Regions from separate parts of the Mus musculus genome. Here regions 1, 3 and 4 are each linked to region 2. A link is a contact called in public promoter capture Hi-C and targeted proximity ligation data. All regions are on one chromosome and are shown on one strand. The core of a region is the stretch at or near the end of the contact, and the rest is flanking DNA. Distances in the headings are between cores, read along the strand shown.

Region 1 (2,700 bases), core at 13-2,512, 2.2 Mb after region 2:
AAGGGATTCTTTCAGAACATTGGAGTCGTCTCCTCTTCTGACCTGTCATTTTAACCTACAAACTCATCACAGTAGTTAGCCCTCCCTACAAGTCCTTCCACTGGAAGGTCTTAACTTAGCAACTATTTGGTCTAGCAAAGACCTGCCTGCAACAGACACAGTAGTCGCCCCTGAAAGTTTAGGCAACACTGTTTCTTGTGTCTTTCCCAAGACCCAGTTTCTCTTTGCCTTCAACTCTAAGGTCATCGTTAAGGATGTGTATAAAGGTCAGATAGGCGGGTCCCAGGTTCCTGTCCTTGGGGGTCAGCTTCCTGGAGATGCTTTTGCTTTCATTACAGTATCTGTTTAGGTTTACTCAGGAAATAAAAATATAGCCAATATACCAACAGCATACTCATGCATTCCACGTAAAGGAAGACTGAATTTCAGGAATGGGTGCATATCAAACCAGTACAGAGAAGACGAAGGAGACATACAAAGGAGGGAGGGAGAAGACAGGTGCTGGGGTGTAGCTTGGTGCTAGTTGGGAGATCGGGGGTTTGGTTCCCATCGCATCATATCTCAAAAAAAGTGGGGTCAGGGGGATGGCTCAGTGATTGAGAGCACTTGCTACTCTTATGGTTGGGCTATCAGCACCCACATAAAAGCTCACAACAGCCTGTAACACCATTTGCAGGGAATCTGATGTCCACTTCTAACTTCTGCAAGCATTCGGCATGTATGTGATACACAGACAGACATTTCACCCAACACACAAATCAATAAAAAATAATATTAAATCTTTATTAAAAGATTAAAGCATAAGATATTTTAGGGGCTGTGCTCTTTGTCCAGATTTCATAACTATGAAAGAACCTTCCTTTGCCCATAGTGGTTTTCATGAGATGTGACCCTAAAGTCAGTAAGTGGAGACCAGCTAACTATTGGAGTCTTCCTGTCTTCTGTCTCAGTGCATTGCTCCAGGAACTTCACGAATGTTAGGGCTGCCCCAATGGGCCCTACAACCCGGCCAGTGGGCCTATAGAGCATCCCGAACCCCTGTGTAAGAAGAGGGATTTGGGACCTTAAACTTCCAGCATCAGGCAGGGGACTCCACCCTGCTGCTGAAGAGGGGAAAGAAGTGGGAGGAGGTGGGAGACAAGGAGGAGAGAGAAAGGGAGGGCCCTGCCTCGCCCCCGCCCTGCAACCCATTCCCATTGGCTAAAGGTTTCCTGGCTCCATCCTACTGCCCGCCTTCGGGCGCCGCTTAAAGTGTGCGGAGCAGGTGCCTGCTGAGGCGGAGGAACTTTGCAAGAGTTAGTGCAGTTCGCTGTACCCATTCATTGCCCGCAGTGGTCGGGAAGGGGATCCAGGGACTGCGGCGGCCACTCCCGGGGCATTGGGGCCAGAGGAGGGCCGGAAAGCGCTGCTGACCCTCGTGGGCTGGGGAGGTGACGGCGTCCATGCAGCTGTGTGCCAGGGCATGGGGGCTGCGCCTGGGCCGCGGAGCCGGGGGCGGCCACCGCCTGGCTCGGGGCACCGGCTTGAGTTGGGCGCAGCGAAGCCGGGACAGCAGCGGCGGCGGTGGCGGTGGCGGTGGCGGGGACCGCGGCGCGGCTGGGGCCTCGCGCCTTCTGGAGCGCCTCCTGCCCAGACACGATGACTTCTCCCGGAGACACATCGGCCCCGGAGACAAAGACCGGAGGGAGATGCTGCAGGCGCTGGGGCTGGCGGTAAGGCCCTCCACCCTCCACCCTGCCGGAGCTCTGCCCGCTGGGCCTCCCGGCTCCCACCTTGCCTTCCTCCTCCGTCCCGGGCCCCAGCTTGAAAGCGAGCTCGCTCTTAATCGTGGTGCCTTCTCCTCTCTTAACTTTTACTCTGTTCTCGCTCTTCTAAAGTGCATTTAAAAAATATCCCCAACTCCAGACGAACCCTAACTTTGCAGGAAAAGAAGACTCCCTACTTAGAGTACATTAATCCGGTCAGCTCCAGTTGCAGCTCCCGAACCCGGAGTAGCGGATTTACCATCCGGCTCCATCATTTTTTTTTTTTTTCCTCCAAAAGATTTCTGCTTCCTGATGTTTCACTTTAAAAAGAACTCTTAATTAGACGATTTAAATGAAGTTCCTACCAGCCTTTGAAGATAAACTGAAGTGGCTCTCTTAACTCAGGCTCTTTGCTCTGACTGTCCTGTTCACCAGCTTGCGTTTTTAAATTTTAGAGCATTGATGAGCTCATCGAGAAGACGGTCCCCGCCAGCATCCGCTTGAAGAGACCCTTGAAAATGGAAGACCCTATTTGTAAGTGGCCGGGAGGACTCTCAGGGGTTCCGCTGCTCTGCCTTCTATAATCTCTGTCCGGCTTTGGGGTTGGATTGCTCAGTACTTGACAGGCCCTAAACCGCTGGGATTTTTCTTCCCTGAGGAAAACCTATGTAAGCCCCTTTCATGGTCTTTATCCCTGAGTTGCTGGCGAGGCACCTACAAGCTTTCCCAAAGAAGGCTTTGCAAAAGACACGTGTTGGATTAGAAGTCTCCACCTCATGCACGCCCACCGGAAGGGCTTTTTGTTCCTTTGAGCTGAGAAGGTAGTTATCTCAGTAGATCAGGTGAGACTTCCGAAAGGACAAAGGAAATCACCTGAGGTCCTGCAGCTAGAGAAGAGACTTATTTGGAAGGGGACTTAGACTTCTCAAAGTCACGAGAATTTCAAATTGTTCTG
Region 2 (2,700 bases), core at 16-2,515:
AGAACAGGGAAGCAGCAGGAGGAGCGATGCCAGCGCCTTAGGAACGGGAACTCCTCTTCCCAACTTCCGCCCCTGGGGAAAAGCAGAAGCCATCAGCTCCAAGAGAGCGGCTCTCCAATTCTTAGCCGTTAGGTTCTGGCTCTGGAGACAGCCGGTCCTCCCGGTGTCACCGGCGTCGCAGTACCCTCGCTGTACCCCCGCTGTAGACTGGCGGACTGCATGCAGGTGAGGGCGGGGGCCTGTGCCTGGTGGGGAGGCAAATGGACTAGAGTCTGCCCGGATCCCGGACCCTTCTTCGTCTACGGCCCCGGAGAGCTGAAGATGGCTGCCCCGGAGCTCCGCGGACAGTCACGTGTCTCGCAGGCACGGCCGTTCCCCCCTCCCCGCCCCCAGACCAGACCCTGCAGGGTAGCGCGTCCCGGGCGACCCATGCCACGGTGGTACGAGCGGTCGGCCCAGAAGGCCGGAGCTACTGGAGGCTGCTGTCTCTGCCGCGAGATCACCGTCCTGGTACCGGGTTCCACTGCCCGAGCTGGAGATCTGCCGGCGACCCGCACCCCGTGGGGCCATTGGGCATGCGCAGTGCTCCGGCCCTGGTGCGGCGCTCTCCAGGTTTTCGCCGCAGCTCCGAGAGGCGGCGGGAGGTGGGGCCCGGACGGACTAGGGGGGAGGGCCCGGTTCTTCCCGAGAACTCCTGGGCCTTCACGCTGCCTGGGGCTGCGCGATTTAGGAAGCCTGCAGACCCCTGATTTGGGGGGGGGGGGGGGGGGGAGATGGTGGTTTTAAGGATTAGAGCTTCGGAAAAATGTCCCGAAGAGTTTGAGGTTCATCCATTTTAAATGATCAATCATAAGGGAGTCACAAGTGTCGCAGCTCTTGGGCTTGGTGGGAAAGAAAATGCCAGTGTAGTTCGCCAACAGCTGTCCCCGTAGGTAGTTTCACCAAGGCTGAGTTTGTGTCCCCAACCTTCTAGCCGCCTTTTGCCGCACAACTCTCGGGCTGGCTCCTAATAGGGCTTCTGATCCCGGAGGATGAAACCCACCATCTTTCTCTTCTCGTGGTTGGGGGGTGGTGGGGGCGAAAGGGAACCGCATCTCCAGTTCCCGTTTCTAGAAACAAAAAGGACTCCCCCCCCCCCCCGTCCCCACCCCCAGCACACCCCACGGCCAGCTGTCCTGCGGGACTCAGCTGGGTCCCTGGTCGAGCGTCCGCGGTCCCCGCCCCCTGGCCGCCGGGAACACCCGGAGGAACGGACTGGCGTCGCGCGGGAAGCCGACCCGGCTCCGCCGCGGACTGGGCATGCTCGGCAGCCCGAGGTTCCAAGTCAGAAGCCTTCTCGCCAGCTCGGCGGCGGCCGGAGCAGCGGCGGCGGGCTGCCGGCTGGACGGGAGCAGGGAGAGCCGGTTCGGGCGGGCTGCTCGTCCCGGGAGCCTGGCACGCGGACGGGAGAGCGGGATCGGGTGCAGAGTCCGCACGCCGCCCTGCCCCGGTTTCGTTCCGCGGCGCGGGGCTCGGCGCGTGGAAAGAATTCCGGCGGCTGCCACGACTCGCGTGCAAGTGAGTCGCGGGGCGGGGGTGGAGGGCCGGCCTCCGGGTCGCGAGCGGCTGGATCTGACCCGAGTCTCTCGGGCCAGGCCTGACCTCGGTTGACGGCGGGCGGGCAGCCGGGGCGAGGGGGCGTGAGCGCATACCGCGCGGTGTCGCGCGTACCTGGCGTGCGGTCCCCCGCGGCCGCTCGTGGGGGTGGGCGCGGGGGAGCGCTCTGGCGGCCGCGATCCCGGCTCCGAGGGGGCGGGCCGCCGGCGGGGCTCCCCCGCCAACTTGGGCGGGGAGGAAGGAGGAGGCGTCCGTGGGCACCTTTCCGAGGTGCTGCGTGCGGGCTGGAAGGCTGCCTGGTGTCACATTGAGGCGAGCGGACGGTAGCGGGGCCTGAGAGCCCGGGACTGAGGACCTTTCCAGGTGGAAGCCAGCCAGAGGTCCCGTAGTGCTTAGGGGTGGACCCCCAAAATCACAGCCCCACCCCCACAACCCTGGGCGGCAGAGTGACAGTTGGTACCTCCTGGCCTGATCGCAGCGGGGCCAAGAGTCCGCGGCTTTGGGATTCCCTTCAGCACGGCCCCTCGATGACCCCCAACGGCATAACAGGTGGGACCCCCCTTCCCGGAGGAGCGAGCCCCTTCCTTCCCAGGCGGTGTAACAGCCCCTGGCTCGCGACTATTCTGAGACCCCGCGTGTCCTCACCGCGTGGGGGTGTTAAAGGGTAAGGCCTGCAGGGGCATCTGCGTAGCTCTGGACGCGGTTCGTCCAGAGAATGAGGGGTCTGAGTGATCATAGGCGACTTGTCAAGGGCACATCAGTGGTAGCAGCGCTGCCTCTGCCCGGATTTTAAACCCACACTCCAACTGTCTTCCTTTGGTGGCCCCGGTGTCCTGGTCCATCTAACGGATTCTGGATAATGCTTGATCCTTTTTGACTGCCGGGCTAACAGTCGGGGTGGAGGATGCTATTGACCTGGGGAGCTGAGAGAATCCGGGCAGGTGCTTCTCGGATGTTTCATTTCACCTTCAGACAGGACCGAGTTCAGCGCTACACACATAAAAAAGACAGAAGGCTGGTTTCTGACGGGAAGTTTATTTTCAGTGTTCTGAGGCCTGCCTTCTGTCATCGCTTTCCTGAAATTTACCTTCTTCAGATTGGGGG
Region 3 (2,770 bases), core at 42-2,541, 2.1 Mb before region 2:
AGCCTATGGAGAGGACTTAGCATCACAATGTGGAGGATGCGCAGATTGTGGCTGGGCTTTGCTAGCCACAGTCATCCCTGGCACTTCAGGGTGCTCATTTGTTTTTATTTATAAAGTTCATGTGTTTTACGGCCTAGCCCTCTAAACTATAGGTTACAACCTCACATGGGGGTGTCACAAAAAATGTTGGTAACCCTAAAAGGTGCCTGGATGTGTAATTACCAAAAGTGGATTCAAAATCAAACATATCAGACTGTGACGTGTTTCAGGCCATATTTGCCTGTGTGATGCACATCACTGCTGTCTAGGTTCTGTACATGCAACGTGTGCACTTGTCCCCTGTGTGGCAGCAAGTACCACAGACTGCCTGCCTGAGATAGCCTTGTTCACATTAATGATGGTTACGAGGTGCAGTGTTTGTACTGCATGTAAAAAGTTTTCTGCTGTTATAGAAAGATAACAGTTAAGTTATAGAAAGCCAAGGCTTTTAATATTTTTCCCACTGTCTTTCCTCAGCATGTAAGTATAAAAGTAGCATTCCTTTGGATTCCATTGTGTTACAATGTTTGATTTTTAAAAGTTATTGTTTGGTTTCCTTGACCGAGTTTCATAAAAAGTCATAAACTGAAGTTTGACTTGAGATAGGACAAAACTTGAGCAATTTTTGCAATGTCTCTAAAAATACTTCAGACATTCTGTGCTATGTATTTATGGGCTGTACTGGTCTCATCGGCTACACCTCCAACAACAAAGTAGGAACCAATTCTGAGAACCGTTTTATGTTGCTGAATGTGCAGCAGTATTTTGTAAAAGTAAGCACATCTGTCTCACTAATACACCAATTTGTTTTTGTTTGCAGAAAATGGTAAATATACATATATATATACATATATATATACATATATGTGTATGTATATATGTAATACTAAAATAATTGTTTTAAAATGAATTTCTTTATAATTTATTGTTAAAAAATGCTTGATTTGTATACCTAGCTAGTGGAGTTTGAATGAGAATTTCTGAAGTAAAAGGAGGTCATGAGAGGAAAAAGTTTATAATGCTCTGCTAAGTGCTAGGTATACAGGATGCCCACCAGCTTTGAAGCAGGAGGAAGCTCTGGCTGGGCTTAGAGCAGGCCTGGGCTGGGCTGAATCTTTTGGGCGAACAGAAGGCGCATGCTCCTCTGAGTCCGCTTCCCCAGGGCTAGGCCGATGGCCAGGAGGGGTGGAGTCACCAGGGCACTTCCCGGTGGTGGACTGCCCTGATTGGCTGTGTGAAAGTCCTGGGCAGGGTGACGGCTCCGCCCTCCCACCAAGTAGGTGTAGGCACCAGGTTGGCCAAGCTCGCCTGCTTGTAGTGGGCACTGCTTCTGGAGGCTGAGGTTGGAGGACCACTCCCGGTGAGTGACTGCTTTGGGGCTGGCTTCGTGCAGCGGGCTCGGGAGCTGGTGTCCTGTGGATCGCCAGGGCTGGGAGAGGAGGCCCCACCAGGGTCTCTGGCCTCCAATTGCTCTGCTCCCGGGGCACGCTCTGTGTCGGGTACCTGAAGGTGGTTTGGGGGGCGGCGATTATGTGGGTATCAACAAGAAGTGGACTGTCCTTCCCTGGGCGCCCTCCCGCTTCCTGGGCAGGCGCGATCGACGATTAGGAACCCTGCCCAGATTTCTTGGACTGCTGGACAGGCAGAATGCCTGATTCTCAGTCCTCTTCATCCTTTCTTCCCGTTAGCTCTCCCACGACCTTACTCTTAGCTCTTACACGACTGCATGGCCAGCAGCAACCTTGGGAGTGGGTCCTGGTTAAAAACCCCGGCGATACTGCTGAATAATCAGCTAGTCCTTTGCTTCCAGTATTTGACTGGCGTGTTTACATTATCTTGGAAAATGAGCTTAGTTAGTACTGTTGAGTTGGTAGAGAAGCGTCAGACTGTAGGAGGCACTGCAACATCTGGGCATTGCCAATAGCTTAGGAATTATTGAAAAACTACCCCGGACCTTTATTTTCGTCTGTCTCTGAACTGCGGAGCTGTTCCTGCCCATTTTTTAAAAGCAACATTTGTACTATTTATGCAGGACTTGTCAGAGTCTTGAAGGTTCAAAGTTAAATCAGACTTCAGCTCTGCCCACCCCCACTTCCGTTCTCCAGTTGAAAGGAAGGCAGACAAATAATGAATTGGATTGTTGCAAAGCCATAAGTACTGTGGTAAAGATGTTCTAAACACCTAGACTAGCGCACTAAACCCAGCTCAGAGCCTTATCAGACAACCCCTTCTGTGAGAATTATTTGTCAAGTTCGTTGAGTAACGGTGCTGTGTTGGAAGGAAGTCTAATGGGTGACTTTCCATGTGAGTAGCTTCCCCAATCACCTCACGGTGTGAATGCCCTTCCCAGACTGTATCAGGTTCTGTAAAAACGGCTTCCACCAAAAAGAAAAGTGCTTATTTTAAGTTGCCTTGGGAACCTTTATTTATCGATCTACCGCCCCCACCCCCCCTTGCTTTTCAGACTGCTTTTATGTTCTCTAGTATTGAAGGACCTCTGGGACAGTGACCTGAAGTTAGAAAGGTAGCCTTAGACTGTGCTACATAAGACTATGCTGGCAATTAAAAGCATGTGTGGCCAGGACAAACTCCAGAGATTATTCTCTTCTGTCTGGAATGCTGGAAAAAATAACTTCAGGAGAAACTGCAATTTTCTGAGAGCCAATTTCCTATGAAATGTGGAATGCTTGGTTTAAGAGAGTCTTTATTTATTTATTTATTTATTTATTAT
Region 4 (2,700 bases), core at 77-2,576, 2.7 Mb after region 2:
ATGAATTGTGTGTTTGTATTTGAACACTCGTGTGTGCTTAGGTCAGTAGACACCTTGTGGGAGCTGGTGTTCTCCTTCCACCATGGGCCTAGTAGGGAAATGAAAGGTTGTCAGGCCTTGGGGGAAATCAGGGATGGACACATTTATCTTCTGATCCATCTTGTTAGTTCAAGAATATCTCTTCGGGAGCTAGAGAAAGTACCCAAGGAGCTGAAGGGGTCTGCAACCCTATAGAAGGATCAACAATATGAACTAACCAGTACACCCCAGAACTGTGTCTTTAGTTGCAGATGTAGCAGAGGATGGCCTAGTTGGCCATCATTGGGAGGAGAGGCCGTTGGTCTTGCAAAGATCATATGCCCCAGTACAGGGGAATGTCAGGGCCACGAAGCAGGAGTGAGTGGGTTGTGGAACAGGGCAGGAGGAGGGTATAGGGGACTTTCGGGATAGCATTTGAAATGTAAATGAGGAAAATATCTAATAAAAAATGAAATATCTAATAAAAAAGAATATTTCTTCGGAACCTTTGTTTTTAGAGTGCCCTGTGTGTCCGCGGAACAGAGCAGAAGGCTGTCTTGGGATCCCATTTGTCCTTCATTTGCTGTCTTTATGTTCTTCAATATTAAATAGGAATGAAAATATTTTCTTTTCAAAGTCTGTACTTAGCACACTGCTTGACTCAGCAGCTATTCATTAAATTATAGGTATTGTTATCTGTTAAATGAAAACAGCACTAGCCCTGGTAATTGGGGTTCTGTGTCTCCCTACTTCCTTCCCTGCCTCCTCTAGCTGCTCACCTTTGTAGCCCTGGTTGGCCTGGAACTCTCTACGTAGACCAGGCAGGCCTCTAATTTGTGTAAATCCTGAGTGCTGGGATTACAAATGCTTTTTTTTTTTTTTCCAAAAAAATTTTTTTTAAAAGACAGGATCTTTGTTATGTATTCCACTCTAGGCACAAAATAGGGATCCTCCTGTGGCCATCCTTCCTAGTGCCAGGATTACACCTTTGTCCAGTCCTGGTTGTGAAGTCTTACTTATTGATTTGGTAGGCAGAATCCTCCTTTTCCCAGTATTCATCAGCCCAGCGCAGGATAAATGCCTCGTGTATTCTGTTAAAGCGGCCTTGCACTTCTCTCTTGCTTAGGGCTGCTCATTTCTAGGTTTATGGGTGTTTTTCCCTTTGACAGTCTGCTGGCACCAGGCTGGGTGTCAGCCTGTGCCACCAAAGATCTCAGACTCAGGCACCAGGGAACAGCGAGGCGGACCAGCCAATCAGAAGAAATTTGGCCCTCTGCAGTTTCCGTCCGCTCACTAGGAGGCGCTGCGGAGGCCGCGGTGGCCCGGACTGTCGCAGGCTGGGGCGGTTGGTGGTGGCAGTTGCCGCCATGGAGTGGAGCTCGGAGTCAGCGGCTGTGCGGCGGCACCGCGGCACCGCGGAGCGTCGGGAGGGAGAGGCGGCCGCGTCGCACCGGCAGAGAGAGGCCTCAGCGCAGGAGGATGCGAAGGGCGTCGGGAGGATGTGGGGGAAGACGGAGAACGGCGGCGGGAGCCGGGTTGCGAAGACCGCGCTGTCCGAGGCGCGCACGGCGCTGGCGCTCGCACTCTACCTGCTCGCGCTGCGGGCGCTCGTGCAGCTCTCGCTGCAGCGGCTGGTGCTGAGCCGGACCTCGGGGCTCCAGGGCGAGTTCGACGCGCGCCAAGCCAGGTACGGCCGATCGGCCCGGCCGCGAGTCCTCTGCGGCCCCGGGGTGGGGGAGCGCCTGGTGGGTGAGTCCCGCGCGGGTGAGCCCGGCGCCACTGTGCCCCAGGCGGAGGAGGCCGGCGCTGCTGTATGCAGAGTCCCGGGGTCCTTGGGCGCACCTCGGTGGGAAGTGGGATGATCCTGCGCGTCCTCCGGGGGTCTGAATTGCGGGTACTCCGGGCTTCCTCGGCTCCCTCTTTCGCTTTCTTGGGGTGGCCAGATCGATTGAGTCTGCTTTCTCATCCACTCTCTTCCTCCTGCAGATGATTGGTTGTTCACACGCTTCATCATTCTCCTCTCTTTCTCGAGCAACTTCCACTTTTTACTTTGGTTAGTTCTCTGCATTTAAAATGAGATGGAGAGTGAGGTTTTTGTGCCAGGGCTGCATTACCAAGTCTTTCTGGGATGGTGTGGGAGAGGAGTAATGTAGTGCGTGCTAACCTTTCTAAGCACCACAGCCCTCATATCTGAAAGCTGTGGAAGGAGACTCAGAGTACATCCAGACAGAATTATGCCTGTAATTTCTGAAGGTCGCAGATGGTCTATGGCTCTTCTGTACTACGGATTGTATAGGGTTCAACATTTTTTATTTTATTTTATTTTTTATTTTTTTTAAATATTTATTTATTTATTATATGTAAGTACACTGCAGCTGTCTTCAGACACACCAGTCAGATCTCCTTAAGGATGGTTGTGAGCCACCATGTGGTTGCTGGGACTTGAACTCAGGACCTTCAGAAGAGCAGTCGGGTGCTCTTACCCACTGAGCCATCTCACCAGCCCCATTTTTTATTTTTTTTATTCTATTTATTTACTTGTTTATTTTTCGAGATAAGGTTTCTCTGTGTAGCCCTGGCTGGAACTCCCTCTGTAGACCAGGCTGGCCTCTAACTCACAGAAATCCTTCTGCCTTTATCTCCCAGGTGCTGGGATTAAAGACCTGCGCCTCCACTGCTGGC

The links. Promoter capture Hi-C pulls out the DNA fragments that hold promoters and counts their contacts.
Region 1: a contact with region 2 is called in a promoter capture Hi-C map of stem cell-derived epiblast-like cells, with 5 times the contacts expected there. A contact is called at or near these places in 3 of 39 promoter capture datasets (hippocampal neurons, liver and stem cell-derived epiblast-like cells) and 1 of 130 datasets of targeted methods (astrocytes).
Region 3: a contact with region 2 is called in a targeted proximity ligation map of astrocytes, with 2.3 times the contacts expected there. A contact is called at or near these places in 2 of 39 promoter capture datasets (liver and pre-B cells) and 1 of 130 datasets of targeted methods (astrocytes).
Region 4: a contact with region 2 is called in a promoter capture Hi-C map of pre-B cells, with 3 times the contacts expected there. A contact is called at or near these places in 1 of 39 promoter capture datasets (pre-B cells) and 2 of 130 datasets of targeted methods (astrocytes and forebrain).

What each region holds. Positions count from the first base shown.
Region 1 is chr19:30,174,003-30,176,702 of GRCm38.p6, reverse strand. It overlaps Gldc (glycine decarboxylase), which reads left to right and starts at 1,262. Exons shown (of 25, transcript NM_138595.2): 1 at 1,262-1,712; 2 at 2,201-2,279. The coding sequence starts at 1,443.
Region 2 is chr19:32,387,077-32,389,776 of GRCm38.p6, reverse strand. It overlaps Sgms1 (sphingomyelin synthase 1), which reads left to right and starts at 1,265. Exons shown (of 10, transcript NM_144792.5): 1 at 1,265-1,557. 2700046G09Rik (RIKEN cDNA 2700046G09 gene) reads right to left here and starts at 561. Exons shown (of 2, transcript NR_033198.1): 1 at 401-561; 2 at 1-72.
Region 3 is chr19:34,525,995-34,528,764 of GRCm38.p6, reverse strand. Lipa (lysosomal acid lipase A) reads left to right here and starts at 1,291. Exons shown (of 10, transcript NM_021460.3): 1 at 1,291-1,399.
Region 4 is chr19:29,647,041-29,649,740 of GRCm38.p6, reverse strand. Ermp1 (endoplasmic reticulum metallopeptidase 1) reads left to right here and starts at 1,326. Exons shown (of 15, transcript NM_001081213.2): 1 at 1,326-1,705. The coding sequence starts at 1,386.